Linked DNA regions of Mus musculus: region 2 is linked to region 1. A link is a contact called in public HiChIP or PLAC-seq data. All regions are on one chromosome and are shown on one strand. Each heading gives the region's core, a stretch centred on a gene start, on an enhancer-like site or on the middle of the called end of the contact. The rest is flanking DNA. Distances are from core to core; before and after follow the strand shown. Region 1 overlaps Igf2bp2 (insulin-like growth factor 2 mRNA binding protein 2). Region 2 overlaps Fetub (fetuin beta).

Region 1 (6,630 bases), core at 1,715-4,214:
AAAGGAAAAGAGGATTGAGCCTCCTGCCTCCTTTACTCCCCTAGACTAAGCCCCTCCCCCTGTATCCGTAGCCCCTCCCTCCACTGCCCAAGAATTAGCTTTGGGATGGGGGCTCGCCTGGCTCACTGCCTTCTCTGCCTTCTCAGGTGAACGAGCTGCAGAACTTGACAAGTGCAGAAGTTATCGTGCCTCGTGACCAAACGCCAGACGAGAATGAGGAAGTGATCGTCAGAATTATCGGGCATTTTTTTGCTAGCCAGGTACTACTATTCATTCTGGGAGGCCCTGCCTCCTGCCCAGCTCTTCCCACTAGCTCAGAGTTTGTATTTGTGTCGCGTGGCCACCACACACAGTGTGGAACCCCTCCCAGCCCCCTGACCTCAGGGACAGGAAACTGTTGGTGCAGTGCCCTTGGCATGCTTAGGTTGGGAGTGTAGCATCCCTAGCCATCCCGGGCTTCCTCTGAGAGCCACGTGTCTGTCAGGCAAGCCCCCCGGCAGAGCAGCCAGATGCCAGGTTTCACTGTGGAAGGTTAACACTCAGGAAGGGCCCCTAGTTTTTTGTTGCTCTCTTCCCTGCCTCACTAGAACACCCATGTCACTGTGTGCCTTTGCCAGAGAGGCCAGCACTGCAAGTGTCTTGATGGGTTTGCGAGTGGGTTTTGGAACCAAGCAACTGTGACCCTCGAAGAGCTCTTCTCATGCTTGTAGGCAACTTGCCAACTGCTTGCTGACCTAACCCCTGCAGTTGTTGCCTGGGTCAGTCTCGCAGTTCAGCCTGTGGGCAGCTGGAGCTCACAGTCAAGCTCCAGGTGTTCAGGCTGTGCCTGGGCTCTCGTCTCTCCCTCCTTCCCTGATGTTTCTAGTGCTTTGGAAAGGCGAGTAGGAACATAGCAGAGCTCAGCTGTGAGAGGCAGGGCCTTCGGTCTCTTACCCCCATCGCTGACCCCTGCTACTGCTTCCTGGTCGGTCTGCTTACTGTGAACTCTAGGCTGCTAGTTCCTCCCCCTCCCTCCTGCGAGCCCCTGCCTTGTACCCTGCAGGCTTGCGGTGAGGTGGAGAGGAATTCTGCCCTTGACTGCCAGGCCTGGGGGAGGTGAAATTGGCCTGAGTATCCAACTTTTCCTTGCCCAAGCCCTAGACCCTCGGTTTCCTCCGGGCCCTCAGAACTGGGATTGTTTCTTCCCTGTGCCCTCCCCTCCCCTCTCTCACACTCACTCACTCTCTCACTGCAGACTGCACAACGCAAGATCAGGGAAATTGTACAGCAGGTGAAGCAGCAGGAGCAGAGATACCCTCAGGGAGTCGCCCCACAGCGCAGCAAGTGAGGCTCCCACAGCACCAGCAAGCAACCGATGAATGTAGCCCTCCCAACACCTGACAGATGAGACCAAACAGCCAGCAGATCGGGAGCAAACCAAAGAGCATCCCGAGGAGTGCGCAGTCTGCAGAGCAGCCAGGGCCTGCAGACCTCTACACATCCTGGGATCCAGGAGGGCACAGGGAAGGCCAGGTTGTCCAGAAACACCGCTTGGCCTGCCCCCAGCTTCCCCTGGCTTCTGCAGGCATAACAGCCATCCACTGCCCATCCAACTCAGATTCTCCTCAGTTCCCAGGACGCTATCCCTTTCGGTTGAACTAACATAGGTGAACATGCTCAAAGCAAAGCAAAATTCCTAGCCGTTTCTTTGTTGTGGAAAGTTGTCTCTGTACATGTATGTACATATCAGAAGGGGAAGGATGTTAAGAAATGTGGCCTGTGGGTTACACAGGGTGCCTGCAGCGTTAATATATTTTAGAAATAATATATCAAATAACTCCACTAACAACAATTTTTACTCAGTGATTAATTTTGTTTTCTTTTTGAAGAGAAAGCAGGCTTTTCTAGACTTCCAAGAATAAAGTATTGGGTGAGGTCCACTGGTATAGAAAGGAACTTTGAGCCACCCACACAAAAAATTCACTTGGAGGGAAATCTTGTCAAGGACACTTAATGGCAGTTGTGGGTCACCTGTGTCTGTCAACAGAAGGGATACCGTCCCTGAGGAGGGGCCCTAGGCCCTGGTCACCTGTTTCTCCCACACACCCATTGCTCAGTTTCACAGGTTTTTAAACTGATGATTTTTGGTTTGTTTTGTTTTTGTTTTTTGCATACTGCTATATAGTTCTGTCTCTCTCCTTATCTCCCTCCTAACCTTCCTCTGTCTTCTTTACCCAAAATTCTTTTGAGTCCCTTCGTTCTTTTTCTGCTCCCCGTATCTATGCACCCCTCCCCTCCCCCCAGGCAAAGCAGTGCTCTGAATATCATACCACACACAAGGAACAAATGCGAACCACACAGACCAGCCTCAGCTTACACTCGGTTACTCAAGCGAACAAGAGTCGGCGGTACTTGTCCTAGCATTCGGAAGAGGAAAGCAGGATCCCAGCAAATAAACCAGCCAGCCAAACAAAGAAAAATCCCACAAAGAAAGAATGGACTCTCTCTCCATCTTGGTATACAAGCCATCAACATTTAGTGAAATTCTTTCTTTCTTTAAAAATTTAAAGTGCAGGAAAATAGCAATTTATACGAGGTTGTTGGCCCAGGGCGTTAAATTTACAGATTTTTTTTAAATGAGAAAAACACACAAATAAAAGCTACCTCAGGTGTTTTTTACCTCAGCACCTTGCTCTTGTGTTTCCCTTAGAGATTTTGTAAAACTGATAGTTGGAGCATTTTTTATTTTTTTAATAAAAATGAGTTGAAAAAAAAAAAAGATGAGCTGCCAGCCCCAAGCAGGCGGCAGCCCAGGTGTGCCGCAGCTCTTCTGTCTTCCGCTAGCCAAGAGCCTACGTGGCCTTCTTGTGGACAAACCTAAAAATGTTTATTTTTTAAAAAGTGACAAAGAAAAACAGAGAATATTGGAGCCGTCCTGAATTTCAATAGGGTACGTGCCGTGAGGGCTTTTGCGCTGAAGGATGACCACATCCTGGTTATGTGAAGAAACCATGACACTACCAGACTGCGATGCCGGTTTCCTCTACTGCAAGCAGTGTTCTGTGACAAAAAAAAAAAAAAAAAAAAAAAAAAAAAAAAAAAAAGGAAAAAAATATATCCAAGCTAACAAGATCTTGGTGTCTTGGTGTCTTATTTTCTGAGTGTTGGGTCTCCCAGAATGTCAGCTGGAGGTTTGGGGGAATAGCAGGTGGACAATTGGACTGGACAGCTCCTTGGCTACCTGGCTGTAGGCCGCCCAAGCAGCCTCACCTGAAACGTGGCTGGGTTCCAGCCCTGTGGGCGGTTGAGGTGCCAACTAGAGGGCAGACTGCATGGCAGGCGAAGCCTCAGGCTCAGTGGGTCTCAGCCTTCCCAACTAACGCTGTGGTCCTTTAGAATGGTTCTTCATAAAACCACTTTGTTGCTACATCATAACTAATTTTGCTACTGTTAGTTTGTTTGCTTGGTTGTTTCCATTTTTTTTTTTTTTTTGTTTTTGTTTGTTTCTATGACAGGGTTTCTCTGTATAGCCCTGGCTGTCCCAGAACTCACTCTGTTCCTGCATAGCCAGCAGGAACACAAACTAGAAGAAAGTGGGATTTGCTTTGCTTGTTTTGTTTTATAAGATCCTAGTATACAGTCCTAGCTGATGTGGTAGTGAATGTGCCTGGAAAGTCAGCTATCTGGGCTCAGCCTCCCAAGGGAACGGAGTTCACCTCTGTGCCTGGTAGTGACAGGTGTCAAAGGACAACACTTGACAGCATGAAGCTACTCAGTGTTGGACTGCCGAGGGGCAGACTGGTCCTAGAGAGAATATTCTCTTAAGCCACCATTATTGAGGCCTAGACCTGCCTGGGTCATCTAGTGAGACTCTTACCTCAAATTGAAAAATAAAACCATCGATCCCCTGTATCTGTAGGTCAAGGGTTAACTCACTTCTGAAAGGTAAAGTAAAAAGTAAAGAGTTAAGCTGTAGATTCTGAATTTTTTCTGATAATATTTATAATGAGCTATGGTTCCCCCCCCCAAAAAAATATTATAAAGCAAAAATTAAGAAGCAAAATCAGTTCTGTTTCAGGTGTCTTTATTCTGCTCAGTTCCAGAAGGAAATCAAATTTTGAAAGTGGTCATAGAGGTTTTTACAAATTACTAAGTTCCTTAATAGTTCAGTGCACACTGATTACTCTCCCCTCTATCCCTTCTTGCTTCTCCCCACCCCCACCCCCCACCCCGCCCCGTCCACTCTACAGCTTCCCTACAAAACTATTTCTCATCTATTCACGTTGTTTGTGTTGCCATGGCTTTAGGGGGGTATCTATTGTAGCCTGGTGGCTCAACTATAGATATACAACTAAAGACGGTGACTCCTCCTCCCCGGGAGTTTATCAGTAGCCAGTTGCTGAGCAGGGTGTGTGTGTGGGGGGGGGGGGGGAGTCCCATGAGTCCATCCCTCCCAGGATGTGACACGGCCAGACTTATGCATGCCTGGTGCAGGCAGCCCCAGCACTGGGTGCTCCTGGTTGCGATGGTTAGGTTGTGCCTAGAGGACAGTGTATAGCAATGCATCCACGTTCACTGCTTCTATTCACAGGAATAAGAAATAGAAGCACCATAGATGTCCATCAACTGAAGTGTACATGAGGCTGGAGGATGGCTCTGATTAAAGCACTGCTCTTTCAGAGGATCTAGGTTTGGTTCTCAGTAACCACAAGGGCTAGTTCCAAACTGCCTGTAACTCTAGCTCCAGAAAATTTGACAACCACTTCTGGCTTCCTAAGGAGGCATATACTCACAAATAAAAGATAAGTTTTTTTTTTTTTAATTAAAATACACTGAATACAGCTGAGGTTGTTTGGTTTGGTTTGGTTTTCGAGACAGGGTTTCTCTGTGTAGCCCTGGCTGTCCTGGAACTCACTCTGTTGCCTTGAACTCAGAAATCTGCCTGAGTAACCTATTGGTTACCACCAAGGTATGTGTGCCACTACTGACTGTATCATAGGGCTTTGCCCTGCTGGTCACTGATGCTCATAGGTGTTCTAGCGGGGTGGGACTGTTGGTTGCCTCCCTGCCTAAGAAGCTTGCACGTAGGCTTCTGATACCATGAAAGCTAGGCCTCAGGGAGGGGAATTTTCAGGTCTGTTCCAGCTCATGGATCTCTGGGCCCTGATTGATTGATTGATTGATTGATTGATTGATTTTATTTATTTTTTGGCTTTTTGAGACAGGGTTTCTCTGTGTAGCCCTGGCTGTCCTGGCACTCACTTTGTAGACCAGGCTGGCCTCGAACTCAGGAATCCACCTGCCTCTGTCTCTGTCTCCCAAGTGCTGGGATTAAAGGTGCGCGCCACCACCGCCCAGCTTTTTTTTTTTTTTTTTTTAAGATTTATTTATTACATGCAAGTACACTGTAGCTGTCCTCAGACATCCCAGAAGAGGGAATCAGACCTCATTACAGATGGTTGTGAGCCACCATGTGGTTGCTGGGATTTGAACTCAGAACCTTTGGAAGAGCTGTTGGTGCTCTTAACCGCTGAGCCATCTCTCCAGCCCCTGGGGCCTGATTTCTGAAGTGCATAGTGTCTTCAGCAATAGGTACTTACCTTCTAGTCCTGGGGAGTAACCAAGGGCAACCACGTTAGGCTGTGTTTGTTTTAGGAGTCTCTTAGCCCTGGACAACCACTTAAATGAGGGCTTCTGCACTTGATCTCTTGGAGGGAATACAATTGGTGGAGAAAGGTTCATTAAAATGTATATGTATGTTTACATTTCTCATATTATGGGGGTTTTTGTTTGTTTGTTTTGAGACAAGGTTCTTCGTGTAGTCCTGGCTGTCCTGGAACTCACTTTGTAGACCAGGCTAGCCTCGAACTCAGAAATCCGCCTGCCTCTGCCTCCCAAGTGCTGGGATTAAAGGCGTGCGCCACCACCACCTGGCTATGTTTTTAAAAAAATAGTTAATAGTGCAATTCCTTGTAGCTTTATTTAGATGTCCTTACTGTTTTTTGTCTATTTGTCTTGAGGGGGGTGTTTTTTGTTGTTTCAAGACAGGATTTCTTTCTATCACTCTGCCTGTCCTGCAAACTTGCTCTATAAACCAGCCTGGCCTCAAACTCAGAGATCCATGTGCCTCTGCCTCCTGAATCCTGAGTTAAGGATGTGCACTGTCATCGCCAACCCCACCCCCTAGCTAGATGACCTTACCTACCTACCCCTCCTTCCCCACCTACCCCTCCTTCTGTATTTACCCCCTCATCAGTCTCTAAAGAACCTGACTTTTCCATTCCCCCATCAGAGCATTTGTATCCTGCTATCCCCTTTCCCCTCCTCCCATCTGCATTATCTCCCTCCCCCTCCCAAAGGAGGTCCCTTTTCTTGCCTGCATCACGTCACTCCCCGGTTCCCAGCTTCCATCTGTTTTTATCCCCTTCCCAATCCCTAAGAAACCACACACACACACACTTCCCTGATCAAATTACTGGTATTAATTCCCTCCCTGTCTTGGCAATGACTCTGCTCTGCTTTCCTATAGAAGCTGTCCTTACATCTGAAGATTTGGGGCTGGGAGCCTCCAACAAGAGGGAGCACATGGTGTTTGTCTTTCTGGGTTTTACTTCCATCCAGGTGCCTGCAAAGTTCATGATGTCGCTTGTC
Region 2 (6,630 bases), core at 1,931-4,430, 880 kb before region 1:
AAGTGGGGAGGGTGTTGTTGGAAGATACCAAAGATACTAGTTAAGAGTCACAAGGAAGTGTAAAGTTACAAGAGTCACAAGGAATACCTGGTAATTGTTAACTCTCAAGACAGCTTCTAAGAGCCCCTAACAATAGCACATTTGCATTGCAGGTTCTGGGTGACTTTCTTTGAATGAGCACTCTTTGAACCCAGGAAGTGGGTGGATGGAGGAATGTCACTATTTGTTTTATGATTAGCATACCTTTACAAAGGCCACATTCCCAAGCCTGGGCCTAAAGGCCTAGAATTCTGTTTTTATGTTGTTATACTTTCAGTGTATCTTCTGTTTCCAATGGATGGCACAGGACAGACAGACAGACAGACAGACAGACAGACACACACACACACACACACACACACACACACACACACACACACACACACACAGAGCAGGGCTACTGTTAATACCCCTGTGATAGTTTGTATATGCTTAGCCCAGGTAGCTGTACTATTTGAAGGTGTGGCCTTGTTGGAATAGGTGTGTCACTATGGGCTTGGACTTTAAGACCCTTGTCTTAGCTTCCTAGAAGCCAGTCTTCTGCTAGCAGTGTTCAGATGAATATGTAGAACTCTCAGATCCTCCTGTGCCATGCCTGCCTGGATGCTGCCATGTTCCCACCTTGATGATACTGGGCTGAATCTCTGAATCTGTAAGCCAGCCCCAACTAAATGCTGTTTTTATAAGAGTTGCCTTGGTCATGGTGTCTGTTCACAGCAGTAAAACCCTACCTAACTAAGACAACCCAAGACTTTCAAGGCACATAAAAAGAGGCTGAGGGCTGGAAATAGTACAGGCATTCCAGGCTAGGCCTTTAAGGGGAGGCTGGTTGACAAAGAGTTCAAAGTAATTAGTTTAGGAGAAATGTGAAGAAAATTTCAGAGGCTGGAGAGATAGCTTAACAGTTAAGAATAGGTATGGCTTCCATAGACTCATGTATTTGAATGCTTGGCCCATTGGTGTGGCACTGTTAGGAGGTGTGGCCTTGTTGGAGGAAGTGTGTCACTGTGGAGGTAGGCTTTGAAGTCATATATCTGTTCACACTCTGCCCAGTGTGGAATATAGGACAGTCTCCTAATGCATTCAGATCAAGATGTAGAACTCTCGGCTTCTCCAGCACCAAGTCTGCCTGCACAATGTCATGCTTTCCCCCTATGATGATAATAGACTAAACTTCTAAAACTGTGAGCCAGCCCCAGTTAACTCTTTCCCTTTATGAGAGTTGCCTTGGTCATGATGTCTCTTCAAAACAATGAAACATTAACTAAGACAAGCCCTGTCTGCTCTTCCCAGAGGATCCAGGTTCCAGGTTTAATTCCCAGCACCCACATGCCAGCTCACACCTGTCTGTAACTCCAGTTCAAGGGCTTGTGATACCCTCATACATGTAGGCAAAATACCAATGAACACAAAATAAAAATAAATTATATATAATTATATATAATATCATATAGAGACAGTAATTCAATGAACTAGGAGACAAAGCAATAAGTATTTATGTTATCAAACATGGAGGAGTTGAGCTGGTACTCAGCAGCTTCACCTTACTGAATAGGATTCGTGGTGTTGGAAGGTGCTCTGCACACAGTAATAACCAATCTCTCATAGCTTCAAATGCTGTGATCTAAAATAGCAACTTGCCTGCAACATATACTCATTGGTGCAATAGTGGTACAGATGTTGTGAGAGCAACCACTCACTTCTCAGGTGAAGCTAAGCCCTGCTCCATGAGATGGAACCCATATCCAACATGCTAATGGACCCAGGGGAAAACCTACTACTATTATTCTGCTAAATGAACATAAGAATAAAATGACTCCAAATGACATGTTGCTAATACCCATAGATCAGAGTATTGCTCAGCCTTCAGCAGAGAAGCTTACTCTTCTGAAATAGGTGGTAATTAATGCAGAGACCCACAAACTAGACCATGTGTGGAGAGTAATACAGATTGTAAGAGCCAGAGTCTGGGACATCACACACAAGACCTGCATAAACCCAAACCAGATGAACTTCCAGCATGGAGAAGGGGAGTGGATGCCACTAACTAGAATGCTATTTGCAATTAATGACAACTCCTAGGAGAGGGGAAATCAGTTTTCTTCAGTGGAGTGACACTGTGCATATTGGCCACACTCCAGGACAGGCCTCGTGCTCAGGAGTAATTAGCCAACAACAAAAAAATGGACTCCATGGATTTGCTTGTTTTTGTTTCCTTTGTGCCTTTGGGAGGAGGTTTGGTGTTGTGTGTGTATGTGCCCCCCCCCCTTCTTTTAAGAGAGAGAAAGAACATGAAGTTGGGAGGAGATCGAGAATAGAAGAAAATGATAAAAATATACTGTATAAATGTTTAAATAATTTTTAAAAAGAAAGCTGGAGGATATCTATAGCACCTCATCTAAGAAATTTTTGCCCTTTTACCATAAAAAAGACAAAAGTTACTAGAGACTGAAATCATAGTCACAAACTGTGGAAAGAGCATTTGTGACAACAGTAAGCCTCAGATTCCGGTAGACCCGTTAGGTTAAATATTCTAGTTACATTATAGCCCTTCTGGTTTATGTGTATTATGGCAGTGCTGCATAAGTAAAGATGTTAAAAGGATTAAAAAAGGGAACGAGAAATGAAAAGGTAGTTGGAGTCTGGGCAGTTTGTACAGGATGCTGCCCAGCATACAGAACCCAACCAGTGTGCTCCAGCATGGGCATTTAGTCTCATTTCCAGTTTCAGTCAACAGGTTGAAGCCAAGAAGCATCAAAAGGACACACTTTATTAGCCTGTCTACATTTCATTGTCTGTGTCCTTCCCAATCCCCACCACCTCCCATTTAGTGCTGGGGACCATAGCCCTATGAAACCCTGCTAGGGAGTCTCAGGGTGGGAGAACCAGAGGGTTGTTCTCCTTCTCGGGCCCTGGGCACTCGGCGGAGCGCTGTTCCTTTCCAGGGAAAGGCAGCACCACCAGCTTCTTGTCCCCAGGCTCCAGGTACAGGAAGGAGACATCTAGTGTGTCCCCCTGGGGATTGGTGGTTAGATCCAGCTGCACAGGAAAGGCTTCCTCAGGGCTCCCTCCCTTGGACTCCTCGGGCTTCTCATCATCCAGTTCGGGGAGGTGCTGGATGGATCCTCTTGGTGCAGTTACGGAGGGGGAGCTGGTAGGGGCCGTGTTTTTCTGAGGGAGTTTCTGAGGGCCCTGGGTAACAGCAGGGTTCTCATCTCCAGGGACCTGAGCCTGAAATAACAATGTTGTTAGATGCAGAAGTCTACAGGGAATGCCCTGCCATAACCCACACCAGGCAAAGCTGTTTTGTGACTGCATGTTTGTTACATGGTCTTAAGCTAGCCCAGGCTCAGATTCATCATTTCCAACCTCATCTCCTGAGTGCTGGGTTTCCAGGCCTGGGCTAACACACTTGTCTCTGCTTGGAGCATTTCTGAATGCTTAGAGAAGCCAGATACACCAGTGGTTCTCAACCTTCCTAATGCCATGACCCTTTGAGACAGTTCATGTTGTGGTGAAATTATTTTCATAACCTCGCTTTTCTTATGAATCATAACGTAAACATCTGTGTTTTCCAATGGTCTTAGGTGACCCCTGTGTTGCCACCTGCAGTTGAGAACCACTGAGCTCAGGAACAGGCCTCTTGACAGAAAGATCAACAACAAAACACGTAAGGGACAGCTAGAACTAAGACCTGCAGATGCTGGACATGAGGCCGTTCACTTCAGAGCAGTGGTTCAGAGGGGCCAAAGGATGTACTCAGGGTCCCCAGGGAGTTGCCTTTGCTCCCAGGAGTGGCAGCAGGTGGCCTCTTTTACTGTTTGTTTCATGCCACACCCAGTATAGTGCCCTGCATCCAAACCTTCTCACTGGTCTTAGATATCACAACAGGCAGATGATGAGGGTACCAAGTCCCAGACAGGTAAGGGGTGGCAGCAGAGCTTATAGGGACAGAGCAGGGAGGAAGCCCAGGCAGCCTGTCTGACTAGATCAGGCTACGTCTCAGGAAGAACTTAGTGTCTGTGGAGAGAGAATGAACATGTTCACGGAAGTGATTCTCTCTGAGGTGAGAGAGGCTTCTTGGAGACACTGGATTTAGCACCTTGAAGGCTTAGGCTATGCAAGTGTGTAGTTCACTGTGTTGTTCCTGAGTGTTCTTCCCTTATTCTGCACCTGCTGCCACTGGACCTAAAACAGTAGGGTACGCTCATCTCCTATATGTGTGGGTTTACAGAGCCTAAGTAAAGTGATTCTGAATCTTGGGGGAAGCCAGAAGAGGTTGGGAAATAGGCACCTAGAAACACATCACCTGATTTCATTGAAAAACACAGAGTGGGGGCGGTTAGAATGGTAGGGCTCAGCATGGAACATCATGCTCTTGCAAGCCCAGCGACCCGAGTTCAACTCCCCAGACCCCATGTAAAGGTGGAAGGAAAGAACAAACTACACCATGTTATCCTCTGACTCCACATGTGTGCCATGTTACATGTGCTCAATACGCTTACGTTGTGCAAAAACACAATAACATTGTTTTTAAAAAGATAAATACCTGAGATTCGAAGAACTCACAAGTCACAGTGACAGACTTTTCTACGGGTTGGATCAGAGGAACGTGCCTCAGAGAACTTTGGACCGTAGAACCTTGGCAAATACCAACGGGCTAAAAGAAGGAAAGGCATCATGTGGGCATTAAGTTACAGGTGAGCGCAGATGCAAGCCCCTCCCTTTCCGCTTACGTAAGGCATAGCTGTGCCATGGTTTTCTGCTCCTGCCTTGGAAAATGGCGGGCTCCCAGCCAGGTCCCTGTGAATTATCTAAAGACAATTGAGTGCAGCTCGATTCTAGCAATGGGAACTGAGGTTTTTAGGAAGGTTTCCCTGTGTCTACATACTGTCCACTGCCTGGCCCTAGGTCTGCCCTTGGCCAATTAGAAGCTTGGTGTTTTCTTCTCTACAGGAGCCCTTAATGTATTCTGAATGAGGGTTTGTCTTCTCTAGCAAAAACACTCTCAGTCCCTTAACCTTCTGTCTATTTGAAAATGAAATTGTAGGGGTTTTATTATAAATGTAATAAATTACTATTTAGAACTATACAAACAAAAGAAAGGACCATGACCTGTAATCCCATGCATGGCTCTCACTACCTGTAATCTTTTGGTCCTTTTCTTCTAATCTTTTCCCTATGCACGTATATTTTTCTTTTAAACTCTATGATCATATTGCATATGATATTTTTAAAAACTATTTTGTTTCTGAACAATATATTGTAAAAACTTTTGTATGACATTTGATAGTCTTTTTTCTTCAATTATTATCTTTATAATGGCTACCTAGTACTCCTCTGTATTTAATAAAGTCTCTTGTCAAACAACTAGATTGAATCTATTTTTTTTATAAAACATTGAAACTTTCCTTTCATATATCTCTAAGTTTCTTCTTTACAGTGAATCCATATGTGGTGGTTTGAATGAGAGTGGCTCTATAGCCTCATATATTTGAATGCTTGGTCCCTGGTTGGTAGAACTGGTTGGGAAGGATTAGGAGGTGGGGCCTTTTTGGAGGGGATGTGTCACTGGGATTGGGATTTGAGGTTTTAAGAACCCATTTAGCTCCCTCTGCTTCCTACTTGTGGATCAGGATGAAGCTGCCAGCCACTGCTGCAGTACCATGCCTTCTTGCCTGCTACCATGCTATGCACCATGATGGCCATGGATGCTAACCCTCTGAAACTGCATGCCTCAAACAGAGCCTATCTTCTATATGTTTCCTTGGTCACATGAAGACCAGAAATTTCTCCAGGTGGGAAAATCCATTAGTGTAAAATGGTGGCCCTGACTTCCCTTCTTCCTCTTTAATGCCATGGCTCAGAGGCTCTCAGAGAACCTTCTAGAGAAACTGCATGCACCTGTGGCAAGAACAGGTGGATATTCCATGCTAGGTAGAACTTCATGAGCTATCAAATCTCGCAGACCTTCTTGTGCTGGCATGGAGTGGAGCACAGAGGGCCAGTCTTTGGGGGCTGCACTTCACCGATCTCATTCATTGGCTAGTCTGATGGAGTTCATCGGTCAAGTTTCTTATTCAAATAAATATCTCTCCCCACCCCAATCCTCTGCATGATCCCATTTGTATGAAGTGTTAAAATAGACAAAGCTATTAAGACAGAAATCAGATTCATAGTTTCTAGGGTCTTCTTAGGGCAGCAACGGGGGTTAACTTAATAGAGATGGGGTTTCTTCTGAGAGCTAATAAAAGTATTTTTTTCTTAAAAATATGAGGTGGTTATGGTGACTCAGGTCTGTGAATATATAACAAAAATGGAATTATCTACTTTAAGATGATAAATCTTATTGTATGTAAACTGTAGCTCAGTAAAACCCCACTATACATAAACAAGGAAAAGTACCGTTGCCCAGTGGTGCTCAAACACACCACGCTGATTCCATTCCCAGTATCTTTCTGATAGTGCTGGGGTGCTCATCCCTTACTTTTCTTAGCCACATTGTGAAGAGTGGCCCAAAGAATGGAACACCAGGCTGTCTTCCAAGTCCTCTCATGATTTTTTTTTTGCAATTATATTACATAAAAACCA

What was found. HiChIP or PLAC-seq counts read pairs in DNA pulled down with a chosen protein or histone mark.
Region 2: a contact with region 1 is called in an H3K27ac HiChIP or PLAC-seq map of large pre-B cells, with 4 times the contacts expected there. The contact joins two enhancer-like sites.

Annotation. Positions count from the first base shown.
Region 1 is chr16:22,055,490-22,062,119 of GRCm38.p6, reverse strand. It overlaps Igf2bp2 (insulin-like growth factor 2 mRNA binding protein 2), which reads left to right. Exons shown (of 16, transcript NM_183029.2): 15 at 147-260; 16 at 1,235-3,111. The coding sequence ends at 1,327. Among named protein-coding and RNA genes, the nearest start is that of Senp2, 49 kb to the right of the region's middle. Within about 2 kb of position 2,964, at least 25 of the 459 cell types and tissues checked have an H3K27ac peak or open chromatin away from gene starts, as enhancers often do.
Region 2 is chr16:22,935,916-22,942,545 of GRCm38.p6, reverse strand. It overlaps Fetub (fetuin beta), which reads right to left. Exons shown (of 8, transcript NM_021564.2): 7 at 4,589-4,699; 8 at 2,778-3,270. The coding sequence ends at 2,911. Among named protein-coding and RNA genes, the nearest start is that of Hrg, 12 kb to the left of the region's middle. Within about 2 kb of position 3,180, at least 18 of the 459 cell types and tissues checked have an H3K27ac peak or open chromatin away from gene starts, as enhancers often do.